Linked DNA regions of Mus musculus: all the other regions are linked to region 5. The links are chromatin contacts, called in public ChIA-PET, HiChIP or PLAC-seq and Micro-C maps. All regions are on one chromosome and are shown on one strand. Each heading gives the region's core, a stretch centred on a gene start, on an enhancer-like site or on the middle of the called end of the contact. The rest is flanking DNA. Distances are from core to core; before and after follow the strand shown.

Region 1 (2,700 bases), core at 146-2,645, 750 kb after region 5:
AAAAATAAAGTCCTGACTCAACTCTGAGAAGAGGTCACTTCCAATGTAAGCATCTTAACAAAGGTTTGTACCCTCCCCACGGATAGCTGCGATTGTGCATGCCACTTGGCTGTAGGAACCCAGAGCTTCATATCTAAGTACCTGAAAGGGACTTCAAAACAAACACGGGAGTGTTTTTGCCTTATTCTCATTTAGATCAGGGCGCGTAACGCCTCCACCCCGACCTCCGCAAACCCTGCCCAAACAAGCGACAGTTTGGCCCTTGGGTCCAGACCCCGCCGGGTCCCGCCCGCCCCGGCAGGTCCGCGTCTCCAGCTTACCGGGGAAATCACACTTGTAAGGCCGCTCGGGCTCGAAGTGGCTGCGCTGGTGGGAGTTGAGCTTGGCGTGTGTGGGGAAGCGCTCGGCGCACACCTCGCACTTGAACAAGCTCTCCTGCTCGTGGCCCTTCATGTGCGCCTTGAGGTTGTAGACGGTGGTGAACTTCTTGCCGCAGCCGCCCACCGGGCAGCTAAAGGGACGCAGCTTGTCATGCGACTGCAGGTGCCGTTTGAGCTTGTAGGAGGTGGTGAAGGCCCAGCCGCAGCCATCCAGCGGGCACTTGAAGGGCCGCCGGCCCTGGAGGCTGCCGTGCGTCAGCAGGTGCACCTTCAACTGGTGCTTCTTGGCGAAGCTCAGCGCGCACTGCGGCTCCGGACAGCGGTAGGCCGGGGAGCCAGCGCTAGCGGCCACCGGCCCGCGGCGGGACGCAGCAGCGCTCGAGGGCTCCAGGCCCGGGGTGGTCGCGGGATGCAGGCTCGGGGCGGCTGGCGCGGGCGCCGCAGCCAGCGTGAAGACGCCGCGGTCGAAGCGCACCAGGAGGTCCTGGTTGTGGATGGTGACCGTGCCTGCCAGAGCTGCGCCGGGGGCGGCGGCCGGGACCTGTTCCGTGGGGCTCGCGCCCGAATCGGGCTCGGCCTCCTCCTGACCATGGGTGTCGGCCGCGCGCGGCACTTCCAGCAGTACCACGAAGGAGTCGCCGCCGTCCTCCGGGGGCGGCGGGCTGGGCCCCGGGGCCTCCTCTGGACGCGGCCCGGGCCCGCCATCTTCCGGGCCCCTCAGCAGCAGCAGGCGACGGCGCCCGGGACCGGCACCGAGGGACGGCCCCGCGCCGCGGCGAAGTCGGCTCGGGCCACCGCCATGTTGGTCTCCGCGCGTGGCCGGGGCGGCCAGCACCGCCGGGAGGTCCATCTTAGGCCCAGCTGAGGCGTCCGAACCGCAGCCACCGGAGAAGAGCTGCCCAGCCCTGCCAGGCATGCGCGCGACACCTAGGGTCCGCCCCCCGGGAGCCTCTGTCAAAGCTGAGCTTAGACTACAGCCCAGAGTCGCATCTCGAGCTGCGCGTGCGCAGGAGCCGTGGGCGTGGGCGTGGCGCGCGAGGGCTGTCGGGACTGTAGTCACGAGGAAGCCCAGGGGCTGGAGCAGGGGCGGAGCCTCCAACTTGTCTTGTGCTTGGAGTCCCAACTTGGAAAAAGAGGGTCTTCAGATTTGGGCTCCTACTTTTGCATCTGGGTAGCGCAAAGGAATGAAAACTGATTGCGTTTCTTAAGAGTTCCTGTGCCCTCTGTACTTTGAAAATACGAGCTAATTCAACCTGTGATTGCCAAGTGTAAGGAAACAAGTCAAGTTTACCTGTGGCCACATGATCCAGAACTGACACTCAGGCTTTGAACCTCTCCACTTTGCTTGTCATCTCTCTATGACCTCGCCGAAGAGCGCGTCTATCTGCTGCTACTGTGCCACCGACCTGATTTGCCCTGTAGCAGGTCCTGATGGGATCCCTACCTAAACCACTAAAGACATTCCGTGTTTCCTTGATATATGTCTGCCTTCTAAGTTGCTGGTTGTTCCCTGAATTCCACAATCCCCCTTGTCTCATACGGATTCATCTGGAATCACACCACTCCTGTCATCACCACTCAAATTCAAACTTATTTCACTCCTAGGTTCTCAAATAGCTAAGGAACCTGTCTTCCGCTCCACCTTTACCCAACTGTCTCCCCGCCCCCACCCATTCCAGTCCTTTCTGCCTCCAGCCTGTTTTCTGTAGGTCAGGCTTTAGTCTTCTGAAAGTTCAAATACTATTAAAACTTTGCCAACCTGCCATTTGCACCTACACTGGTTTACCCCCATTTCCCACCAATTTGCCCCTTAAAATGCAAGGGTATCTCCCTCCCCCTGTGTCTCCCTGAAGAGGGATGGAAATATGTCTACACAAAAACTACTTGCATGCTTATAGTAATCTTTGTTACAACAACTCGCCAGGGGAAACAATGCAAGTGTTCATTGTCAGATGAATATATATTCATACAGTGGAATATTTTTGAGCAATTACAGAGTTTTGCAAGTTATGTCATGACCAAACCTATGAAAAATATTTCAGCCACAAAAGAGAATGTGCTATAATGCCATTTATATGAAATGTCTAGAAGAGCTAAGTTATACAGACAGTAGATTAGTGGGAGATGGGGAATTAGGGCTAGCCTCTAATAGGGATGGGTTCTCCAAGGAGCAAAAGTTTTTGGCATTAAAAGTGTTGATTGAACAGCACATCTGATATACAAAAGCTACTGACAACAAATGACAGCAATGACACGTCTGTATGCTTCTATTAAAAATACATTTAAAAAATGAGCACAGAAATAGCACATCTGTTTGTGA
Region 2 (2,720 bases), core at 76-2,575, 760 kb before region 5:
AAGAAGGAGGAGGAGGAGGAGGAGGAGGAGGAGGAAGAGGAGGATTTTAACTTTGTAAATGTATCAATTACCTAGCTATATATCTTTCTATTCTACAACTACATCTGAATCACAAAATGACCAATCAATTCCGGGACTTCGTTTGTGTTATAATTATTAAAAACATTATCCTCCAGACAAGTTAACTTTGGTTTGGTTTTTAAAGACAGGGTCTCACTGTGTAGCTCTGGCTATACTGGAACTATGTAGCTCAGGCTGGCCTCTGACTTACAGTGGCCTCTGTCCACTTGTCTCTGACACTTATGTGCTAAAGTTAAGCGCATGCGCATATACTTCCTGATTAATTCAGTTTGCAAGCACTGAATCCAAGCAAACATGATTACTAAGACCAATTTTTCTATATTAAAAAACAAATTCCAACAAAAAATTTGATACATTAGATGTTTTGAACAATCAGAAAAGGCACCATTTTGCAGTCAATCAAACTGAGCCTGGCTTCTCACACAACAAATCTGTGTGTACATTGAGGAAAACGGGATTCACCTTTGGGTGTCAACTTCATTATCCATTAAGAGTGACAATTAATACCACCTACACTCAAAAGCACTTCTGAGGACTCGATGGCAGCACACATATGAAGCACGGACACAAAATGTGTACAGTGTTTACAAGTTTTCTGCTGAGAGTGGTTAAGTTAGCAAAACTCCTTACATCCTGTCAGACCTTACTGGCCCGGGTACCCCATCCCACAAGGCACTAGCTAACTTGTCTGGATCCTGCTGGGGGGGACCCTGGGAGCCCTGGGAAGACAAATCATATCCCAGTGCTCGAGAAGGGCTTTGGACTAGTGGAGAACCCAGGAAGGGCTCGTCCTCCAAGTCCCTGCGGACAGAGAGCCGGCTGTGGCGGCGGCTGACCCGCAGGATGCGCCCTGAGATCCCTGGGAGGATGGCGTCCGAGACCCGCCTGGGTTCGAGGGGAACGGAGCCCAGGCGCCTGGCGGAGCCGAGTTCAGGATCCTGTGAGTAAGGAAGCTGAGGAGGGTCTCTGCGGGGAAAGGGTCGGTCAGGATCCTTGTCAGATGGGCAGTCCAGGCCCCTGACTTGCGTGGGACAACAACTAGGTCACCATTCTCGACTGAGACAGGCGGAGGGAACGCGGAGCACGGAGCTAAGCCACACTTGTACTCACCGAGGAGGCTGTAACGTCCAAAGGCTTTTTCTTTCGGTCCATCGTCCCGCCAAGGCGTCCAGTCCCAAGACGCAGCCTCCCTGTGGCCTCAGTCAGACCCTACGAGTCCGCCACCCCCACCCGGCAGCAGAACCGGAAGTGTCTTTGATAGGGACGCTGAGTTTGCGTCATTTTGCGACTTGGATTTACGACCTCGGCGCCATCTTGAAAGCGTCAGTATGAGGTCCCTAGTCGCTACGTCGTCATTTTGAGAAGGTCAGAGGGTTGGAATTGATCGCAATTGGCCATCTTGAAGAGAGCAGAAAGTGAGGTGAAAATGACTAGTATTGTCGCCGTCTAGAGAAGGAAGGAAGATAGCTTTCATTGCAACACACACTATATTGACTGGAGAGTCTTAGATGATGGAAAAGAATAGCAGCGTATGAAGAGAGCTAAGTAAACTCCTGTCTCCAACATGAAAACAAAAGGAATTTAATGAAACTGGTAGTGGTGGGAATTATTGTTTAAGAATGGGCTATGAGAAACACTCGTTTTATGTTGGTTTTTTTTTTTTGGTGTTTTGTGATTTGTTTTGTTGGTTTTGTTTGTTGTTTTGCTTTTTAGGCTTTTTTTTTTTTTTTTTTTGAGATGGGGTCTTACTGTACAGCCACCTGGCCTCAAACTCTCTATGTAGACTTGGCTAGCCTCAAATTTGCAACAGCCCTCCTGCCTCTGCCCCCTAAATGCTAGGATTACATGTGTGAGCCACTATGCCCAACAGAATATTTGAATTTTAACTATTCATTCATACATTCATTTGGGGGTCACTGGGTACTCCTGGCTGCCTGGAACTTGCTTTGTAGACCATGCTAGCCTTGTACTCAAAGATACCTGCTTACCTCTTCCTCCCTTATGCTGGGATTGAAGCTGTGTGCCACCACAACCAGCCCCCAGAATACTCTAATTTTGAAATTACTATTTGAATTGCTAAAGAATTAAAAGAATTTTGACCTGGGATTTAGGACAAAATTTCCAACAATTTCTGAAATGGCCCTAAACATGAATTTGCTGTATCTTTGCAAAGCAGTGTTCTCCACATTGATGATGATAAAGTCAAAACAATCAACTCTGAAAAGCACTGAAGATGCTCTGTGACCTACAGTATCAAATGTTTAGCCAATATTTAATTCCTTTTGTTGAAACAAGCACATTCATGTCATTAGGATACAAATTGTTTTTCATCTTTAATAAATGGTGAATATATATATATATATATATATATATATATATACATATACATATGTGTGTGTGTGTGTGTGCGCCAAATTGTTTTAAAGTAATTTTTAAAGTATCCATATATACCTCAAGTCATGAAAATAATACTGGGTAAAAAGAAGTTGTAAGTGAAATAATTTTAAGATATCCTCCCCCCCCCCCGCCCCCTGCAGTTGGGAGGCAGATGCAGGCGAATTTCTGAGTTCAAGGCCAGCCTGATCTACAGCATAAGTTCCAGGACAGCCAGGGCTACACAGAGAAACCCTGTCTCAAAA
Region 3 (2,700 bases), core at 104-2,603, 570 kb before region 5:
CCGGGTCAAGCGCCTGGCCAGTCTTTGAGATGATTTATTTCCCCAGGCAGGAAATGGGGGCCCAGGCTGTCTCCCAAGCCTTTGGGGCTGGTCCTAGGGAAGGCAGGGATCTGGCAGAGGCCAGGCAGTGACCAAAATAGCCAGGTCGGTGGCCCTGCTGAGCACACGCCTCCCTTGCCGCCAGGCTACAGCCTAGGTTGAGGCTTTGGGACTGTAGGATCTGTTCCTGAGACTGGTTCCTTGTGTGGCTTCCCCAGTGGGAGCAGACCAGAACCTCCCACCCAAAAGAGGAACCCATAAAGTGAAGGGGAGCAGTCTAGAGGAAGATGTGTTCAGCTGGTGCTACCCATTGCCCCTGGCTGTCGTTTCGGGCCTCAGCCCTGCTACTCAAGCCTGGGAGCGACTGTCACACCTGCGTGCCACACCCAGGCAGCACCTGGAGCCATACCGCCCTTTTACCTCTCCTAAATACTACGAAGAACCAAAGATGTCCATTGGGCCCACTGGGCACAAGGGATGGCCTCTCGGGTACAGCTAGAAGACACTAGACTTGCCCCCAACCACAGATCCAGGGATCCAGGCACATTCGGGCACACACACGTGCACACGGCCAGGGTTCCGGAGACACAGCCACACGTACAGGTTCACATAGGCAAGATGTGTGTGTGTGTGTGTGTGTGTGTGTGTGTGTGTGTATCAGAAGACAGAGCCACACGGCCACACTACACTCAGGTAAGGCAGCCCCGGACATAGCCCTGGTCATATCACACACCCCGGGGCGCACATGTACACGGCTGCCTAGGGTGGAGAAACAGCCACTCTCAGAAACAGAGACATCCAGGGACAAGGAGGCACCCCGTGGGACACACACACACACACACACACACACACACACACACACACACCTGCCGCCGCACCAGCAGCCCCAGCCCCTTCGCCAGGGAAACAATAACTCCCTCTCCAGCAGAGCTGAACAGGAGACCCTCAGTCCCTCCCTCAGGGGTGAAGGGGATGAAAGAGCGCGGGGAGGCCAGACCCGCAGGGACCCGGTGAGGTGGCGGAGCGCGGCCCGGGGAGGGGGCTGCAGTCGCGGCCCACACGCCCTGGGTACCTGGGTGGCTAAGCCCACAGCGGATGGCCCGGGGCTGGCGAGGCTGGCGGGACTGGCGGCGATCGCGGCGTTGGCGGCTGGGCACGGGAGCTCGGCAGCAACCAGGTCCCGGAGCACGACGCTGGCGGCGGCGCGGAGGAAGCGGTAATTTATAAGCGGCTTCTCCCTGACCTCGCGTGTCTGTTGTCTGAACAGGCAGCTCTCCGCATCACCCATCCTGCTGGGTGGAAAAATACCAGCTTGGCCGGGCCTGGGCGGGGCCTAGGGAGGGGCCTGGTCTGTCGGCCACGCCCACACACGGGGCGCGCGCGCGCGCGCGCACACACACACACACACACACACACACACACACACACGCACGCACGCGCGCACGAGCTCGGACACACAAAGAGCCGGAGCTCGCCTCGTCGAGCGCGCGCACCCATCCTCATGCTCCATCCAAACGCTGGTGGCTAATGGCACTGCTCAGGCCTCTCATGCAGGCGATGAGGAGTTAGAGACCCAGACCCCTGGCTCATCTCCTGTCCTGATATTACCACACCACAACGCTCTCTAACACACCCACCTAGGTCTGTGGACGAGGCCTGTGGCTGCCGCAGCAGCTAGATCCCTACCAGAATCTGCTCCTCCCCCATTGCCCCGAGTCCTCTCAGGGCCAGTGTGCAGCTCTGCAAGCCTGGCTGAGCTGCCGTGGAAGTGATAATGGAGGCCAAGTCCCCCACCCCCACCCCCACCCCCACCCCTGGCCCACATGAGGCTGTGTTTTCGAAGCGCCCCGACTTCGTCGTGGCTGTGTGACATCAGGCAAGTTCCCCAGACCTTCTGTGTCTTAGTTTCCTCATCTGTAAAACGGAAATAAAAATAGTGGAACTCATCACTTCTGGCTGCTGGGAGGGTCCAAGGTTAACAGTGTAAAGAGTCTGAACAGGACACCAGGCACCTAGGAAGTGCCAAACGAGTGTCAGCAAATGTGACTATTTTTAAATGGAGATGGGGAGTGTGCCATTATTCTTGTCCTTATTTGAATGAGCATGTCCTCCATCTGATTGTACACACCCACAGCCTGGCTGAGCCTGAGGTGGCGCTGTGTGACCTTCAGTAAGGCCTTCCCCCTCTCTGCTTGCCCACTTCCTTTTCTTTCTTCTCCACTCTCTCTGCACATAAGTGTCAATTATGTAGCATGGCTATCCTGTCTCTTAAACTGGGAATGGTAGCCCCAGACCTGACCAGCCTGAATCCATTGTCCTAGGCTGGCATAAGACACCAAGAAGCAAAATAAGGTGGTGGTGTGACTCAAGCCTTTAATCCCAGCGCTGGGAGGCAGAGACAGGCAGATCTCTGAGTTCAAGGCCAATCTGGTTTACAGAGTGAGTTCCACTAAGGCTGCACAGAGAAAACCCGTCTTAAAAAAAAAAAATCCAGACTCACATTTCATTACCCACAGCACAAAGGGCTGAGACCAGGGGGTAGGTCAGAGAGTAGGAAAGTGGCTGTTTTGAACCCAGAGCAGACTTCAGGAAGCCCAGAGCCTTTGGGCAGACAGAAGGGTGGGGGTGGGGAACAGAGGAAGCAAGGGCTGTAAGGCTGCA
Region 4 (2,700 bases), core at 152-2,651, 570 kb after region 5:
TGTTGCCTTCTTTCAAGGGGGATTCAGTGCATAGCCCAGGCTGCCCTGGACATTTCCATCCTCCCACCTCAGCCCCTTGAGTGCTGAGATTTCAGCTCTGTGCTCCCTCACCTGCCTCCCTTCCCTCTGAACATCTGTTATTTATAGAAAGAGTAAGGGAGAAAAACACAAGCAAACAAAACAACAAAAACCCCACTTCTGGCTTCAGTCAGGATGGCTGCAGATCAGCCGTTATCACAGCTCAGGGACAAGAAGGAACATGGAGTGAGGACTGTCACATAAAGCTGGCCTTTGGCCACACAGATAGCAAATGAGGGTCTGGAGGGTCTACTGAGCCCCAGGCTATAGGGTGCAGACTCCCACCCCTGTCTTCTTGTCATGGGACACCCCCAGGGGCTGCTGAAGCCTTGGGCCTTCAGGGACTCAGAGGGCTCCTGTTCCGCAGGTCCCTTCTTCTAGCCCCTGGGTCAGGACAGCAGAACAGTGGCAGGAGCCCTCCCTCTATAGCCTGCTGCAGTCCCATGCTGGGAGCAGACCTAGTGGTAGTCAGAGTTCACCCCATGGCCAGACATTCTGCAAGGAACCCCCTCCTATAACTGCTCAAGGCTGACCCTCTCCTATGATAGCCTCTTTGCCCTGGCTCCAGGTGGGGGGTGGATAAGTCCCTCAGGGAGTCAAGATCAGACACTTCCATGATCCTGGGTGTGGCTACAGGGAACAATAGAGCAACCCAGCTCTCAAGCCTGCAAGGCCTTAGTGAACTTCACCTTCCCTGTGTCTCAAATGCCTCTGTAAAATATGTCCCTGCTGTCTCCTGGGCACAGAGAACTTATATGGACAGAGGACAGTGCCAACACTCACCACCAGCTGCCTAGGACCAGAATTCTCCAGGAACCTCAGGAGAGGTGTACTGTTAAGACACCACACCTCCACATTTTACAGACCAGAAGCCAAGATTCAGCTGTGCTCAAGAAAACTCCTAGGACATGAGCCTGGGGTGGTGGTGCACGCCTTTAATCCCAACTCTCCGGAGACCCAGGCTGGTCTACAAAGCTTGTTCCAGGATAGTCGAAGCTACTCAGGGAAAACCTCCCTCAAGGTGGGAAAAAAAGGGCAGGAACTGTAGTTCCCAGGGCAGGAGCTGAGGATCCAAGGTTCAGCGGCTGCCTGTAGTGGAGAGGATCTGGGTGCCTCTCTCAAAAACAAAAGAAAAAGAAACTTACCCAAGGTCAAAGACGGGAAGTAGGGAAAACAGGGTCACCGGCCCAGGGCTCTGGGCTAGCAACCCAGAAGTACCTGCTAGCTGCGAGCGTCAGTCAGCTGTCAGCAGTCAGCACAGGGGCAGCAAGCTCCCAGAAGGGCGCACAAGCTCGGGTCTTGTGCAGAGAGGGTTAGGGTCAGTGCTCCTCCTCCAGGCAGAGAAGAGGCGGGCTCTAGGGCCCGCCCAGCCTAGATCTCTCCAATCATAGGAGGCCCTCCGGCCAGGCCCCCAGATATGACCAATCAGGAGATCTTTCCCTAGTCCCTAGAATGGGGTGAGGGATTTGGGAAGTGGACTGGCAGAACCAAGCTCAGGTCATCCGTCCATTTGCGGGGACCTTGCTCCCCAGAGGGCTCCGGCTTTCCCTTCTGCAAAATGGGCCACCATCGTCTATAAAAAGCACCGTGCAGCGACAGGCACGTCCTCAAAAGGCTGGGTTGGAGACCTCCCCGCCTCCCCGCACCCCCAATTCCGGGTAGAGTTCATTGCCTAGCATGCCCGGAACCTAACTGGTCGCCCAGGGCCCAGAGCCAGCCGCTGATTCACCAGACCAGACCTCGATGGGACTTCAGTGAGCCTCAGTCCCGAGACTGGAGGTGGGCATAGACCCATGAGTGAGGAGGCAAGGAGGCAGGAAGCAGGAGGCGGGTCTAATCTGCTGAAGGTGGGACCTATGGAAAGTGCAGCTGGGAAGGGAAGGGCAAGCCCTAGCTGGCCTAGTCCCGGCCTTCAGGCTTTATGCTATTTGGGTCATTTCCTTCACCCAAGCGTGATAAGCAAGGAGCACAATGCTGGTGACTGAGACATGCAAGGTCACCCATCTGCTGTGGACCTGGGGTTGTGTCCTGGTGGGCCTGAGGTTCTGAATCCCATGCCCTTCCCACCTCTTCACGGCCTCTGGTTTTCTTCTCAGAAGTTCTCCTCTGGCCCTTCCACCTTGTCACAGACCCCCTCCCTGGGCAGAGTCATTGTCCTACTTGAGAAAAGTCAGAGACAATACAGGGTCCAGTGACATGCCCATCACTTCCTGACCAAAGCTCTGTCCTGCAGGCTCCCTCCCAAGGATTCTCCCCTGCAGCTACTCCATTAACCACCCTGCCTCTCAAACCACCGCTGAGACTCCTTACTCAAGCTCTTCGCCCCTCTTCAGTACACCAGGCTGGCTCTAACCACATCCTTTGCACTGGCTCTGCCTCAAGCAGACCCTTGGATTGTGATAGCAGGCACCTCTGTCTCTTACCAGCCAGACAAAGTCTGGCTCTGGGTTGCTCAGCCCAAACATATTGTACCCTCCACACAACCTAAGGAGCCTCTTGGGCTCTTCTGTGCCCCTCCACTCTCAGTTACTGCCAATAGAGAACTAACCATGCCCTCAGTGCCCCTGTCCTCTGTGCATCTGCTCTCCTACCAGACTGTAAGCTCTCTGAGATCAGGAAATG
Region 5 (2,700 bases), core at 133-2,632:
TTTAGCCACCTGATCCTAGTACCTGGTTAAAAGCATGAAAGGCTCAGGAGTGAAGCCGGGTGTGTGATCTCCAGCGCTGGAAACTAAAAACAATGAAGCATCACCAAGAACGCGCAGGAAGAGTTTGCACAGACACCCTGGAGGAGCGTTGCTTTTCTTTTATTTCCTGGAAGAGGATGGTGGAACTTTCCCTCCTCCTGTAGCACGTGGTACCCAGCCTGGAAGACTTGTCCTCTTCTGGGTAGCTCCTCTCACCCCCATTCCTGGTCCAGGGTCCTTAGGGCCTGAGGGTGCCCTCCAAATGTCCCTCCTTGTATCCAAATGTCCCAAGGCAAAAGCGAGTTAGGAAGGAAAGGGTTTATTCGGCTTCCTTATCCCAGCCACACTGGATCATTGAGGGAAGCCAGGCACTCAACCAGGGCAGGACCTGAAGCCAGCGCCACGGAGGAAGACAACTTACTGGCTTGTTCCGTATGGTTTGCTCAGCTTGCTCTCTTAACACTTCAGAACCTCCTTTACAGAGGTGGCACAGCCCACAGTGATCTGGGCCCTCCCTCATCAATCATCAGTTAAGAAAATGCTCCATAAACAGGTCTACAGGCCAATCTGATGGGGGTATTTTCCCAATTAAGGCTGCTCTCCCCAGAAGACACTAGTTGGTGTCAAACTGACAAACAAAAACTACATAGACTAGGAATGGTGGCCTCTCAGAAACCCAGCGAGACCTTAGTATCCATTCCAGAGAGTTTCTCCTCCAGGAGGCTTCCCCAGCCGGCCTGAAATTCAGCTTCAAGTCTTTGTTTATGCATGACATCAGCCTGTCACTTTTCTTCCAGATCCCGCTGGTCGATCCAGGTCCTAGTGCAGCTGAAGTCAGGTTGCACCGTCTACTTTCAGGGACGTGTTGTTCCCTCACTAACCTTTCGGATATTTCCCTTGGAGCATCCATGGGGCTGTTTAACAGGAAGTTCCCAGTGTTGTCCTGCTGATGGATTGATCCCGGAATATCTCAAGACCTTCTTGGCCCCTGGGGAAGTGTGGCTTTGGAAAGGGGGCGGGGGGGGGGGTGTTAATCAGTGAGCGCTCCACACTGTCCTAGGGCGCCTGTCTTAGTGCTATGTCCTGGCTCCACCGCCAGAGGCTCCAGACAAGGCGGAATGAACAAGAGCGAGCCTGCTGGAAGGCTGCCACCAGAGACGGGCGCGCGGCAGAGGCCTTAGGCCACGCGCTACGGGCTCCGGGGCTGAAAAAGCTCGCAGGATTCGGCGCGCTCTAGGGGCTCAGCACCAGGCGCGTGCTCTCCGCTTTCCCGCCGGTCCCGCCCATCACTGCGCTCGCCCCGCCCCACGCGGCCACCTGCTACCCAGCGCGCGCCGGTGGAGGGCGCGGGAGCGCGCGCCCGGGCGCTAGCGAGGCCGGGAGGATGGCGCGGGCCTCACTAGTGCAGCCGGCGCTCTGGGCGCTGCTGTTGCTGCAGGTAGTGGGTCCCGCCGCGGCCGCCAAGCTTAACATTCCCAAGGTGCTGCTGCCCTTCACGCGGGCCACGCGCGTGAACTTCACTCTGGAAGCTTCTGAGGGCTGCTACCGCTGGTGAGGCGCGCGGGCCCGGCGGGAGGCGGCAGGTGCGCGCGGGAGGGGGCTTGGGCCGCAGGTGCGTGGCGTGCTCGCTCCAGCCGGCCCCGCGTGACCCCGCGGCGCGCGCGCTCTCTCTCTGCGCATGGCGCCTGGGCCACTCGCGTCTGGGCTGCGCGGGAAGAGGAGGCTGTGATCGCGGGCCATGGAGGGCAGCGCCGCACGTGGCCTCGGTCCCCAGCTGTCAGGGCCCTGAGGAGCTCCAGCTTGAGCAGCCACGCTCTGGAGTCTGTGGGAGACGGGGGAGGTGGGACTCACCCCTGGCGCCTGACTGGTGTGAGAAGAGTGTCTGTAGAGACCTGGGCAAGGAGTCTGTGGGAGACACACCACACCCGTTAAGCCACTTAGGGAGAGTCATTAAATCTTGGATGAAAGGACCATTTTCCAGCTCAGAAGTGGGAGGCAAAGGAATTAGATGCTGGTGGAGTAGGGTCTGCCTTGATGACCTGGCTTCCAGCAGGGTGTTGCGGTCCAGCCTTTGGCTAGGCAGATGAAGGGAGAACTTCTCGTTGCTGGGTGCAGGCTGAGTAGGGTGTGATCAGGTCACACCCTTGACCCACACCCTCACTAGTGCGACATAGTCCCTTCCTTCTCTCAGGCTACATTTTGCTGCCAGCCTCCTTAAGAATGTGTTTAGGTCATTGGTTCTCAACCTGTGGGTTAAAACCCAGTTTGGGGCCTCCTGTCAGATATTCACATTATGATTCCAACAGTAGCAACATTACAGTTATGAAGTAACAACAAAATAATTTTATGGTTTTAGTACAGTTCAACAACAGAGGAATTGTAGTAAAGGCTTACAGCATTAGGAAGGTTGAGAACCACTGATCTAGGCTAAGGCTTAACTAGCTAGGTGTGTGTGTGTTAATGTTCTATATGATGCCCAGAGCTCAGAGCCACATTCTGCTATATGTAGTTCTCAAATTTAATTTGTTTTAAAAGTCTGCCTCATAGGGGGTGGCACTGTACCTCTATAATTACTTCACTAGGGAGGCTGAGGCAGTAGTGCCGCTTTGAGGTCAGTCTGGAGTGTCTTTAGGTTGGCCTCTGGAGTATGAAGAGGCAGAG

Evidence for each region. A called contact is a pair of places that touch in the nucleus more often than the background predicts. ChIA-PET counts read pairs in DNA pulled down with a chosen protein or histone mark. HiChIP or PLAC-seq counts read pairs in DNA pulled down with a chosen protein or histone mark.
Region 1: a contact with region 5 is called in a Micro-C map of embryonic stem cells, with 4 times the contacts expected there. The contact joins the promoter of Zxdc here to the promoter of Nup210 in region 5. A contact is called at or near these places in 3 of 484 Hi-C or Micro-C datasets (CD4 T cells and embryonic stem cells) and 1 of 9 other capture datasets (macrophages).
Region 2: a contact with region 5 is called in an H3K4me3 HiChIP or PLAC-seq map of bone marrow-derived macrophages, with 2.3 times the contacts expected there. The contact joins the promoter of Ccdc174 here to the promoter of Nup210 in region 5. A contact is called at or near these places in 2 of 115 datasets of contacts at active chromatin or transcription factors (bone marrow-derived macrophages and memory CD8 T cells).
Region 3: an RNA polymerase II ChIA-PET map of memory CD8 T cells shows a contact between it and region 5, with 22 read pairs. The contact joins the promoter of Slc6a6 here to the promoter of Nup210 in region 5. A contact is called at or near these places in 1 of 39 promoter capture datasets (neural stem cells), 6 of 484 Hi-C or Micro-C datasets (CD4 T cells, LSK cells, double positive thymocytes and 3 more) and 3 of 115 datasets of contacts at active chromatin or transcription factors (bone marrow-derived dendritic cells, memory CD8 T cells and thymic regulatory T cells).
Region 4: an H3K27ac HiChIP or PLAC-seq map of embryonic stem cells shows a contact between it and region 5, with 2.6 times the contacts expected there. The contact joins the promoter of Aldh1l1 here to the promoter of Nup210 in region 5.

What each region holds. Positions count from the first base shown.
Region 1 is chr6:90,368,189-90,370,888 of GRCm38.p6, reverse strand. Zxdc (ZXD family zinc finger C) reads right to left here and starts at 1,395. Exons shown (of 10, transcript NM_173002.3): 1 at 321-1,395. The coding sequence starts at 1,230.
Region 2 is chr6:91,876,658-91,879,377 of GRCm38.p6, reverse strand. It overlaps Ccdc174 (coiled-coil domain containing 174), which reads right to left and starts at 1,325. Exons shown (of 11, transcript NM_172730.2): 1 at 1,192-1,325. The coding sequence starts at 1,233.
Region 3 is chr6:91,682,720-91,685,419 of GRCm38.p6, reverse strand. It overlaps Slc6a6 (solute carrier family 6 (neurotransmitter transporter, taurine), member 6), which reads right to left and starts at 1,353. Exons shown (of 15, transcript NM_009320.4): 1 at 1,112-1,353.
Region 4 is chr6:90,549,494-90,552,193 of GRCm38.p6, reverse strand. Aldh1l1 (aldehyde dehydrogenase 1 family, member L1) reads right to left here and starts at 1,401. Exons shown (of 23, transcript NM_027406.2): 1 at 1,224-1,401.
Region 5 is chr6:91,115,508-91,118,207 of GRCm38.p6, reverse strand. Nup210 (nucleoporin 210) reads left to right here and starts at 1,382. Exons shown (of 40, transcript NM_018815.2): 1 at 1,382-1,590. The coding sequence starts at 1,424. It overlaps Gm30364 (a long non-coding RNA gene), which reads right to left and starts at 987. Exons shown (of 4, transcript XR_003956467.1): 1 at 23-987.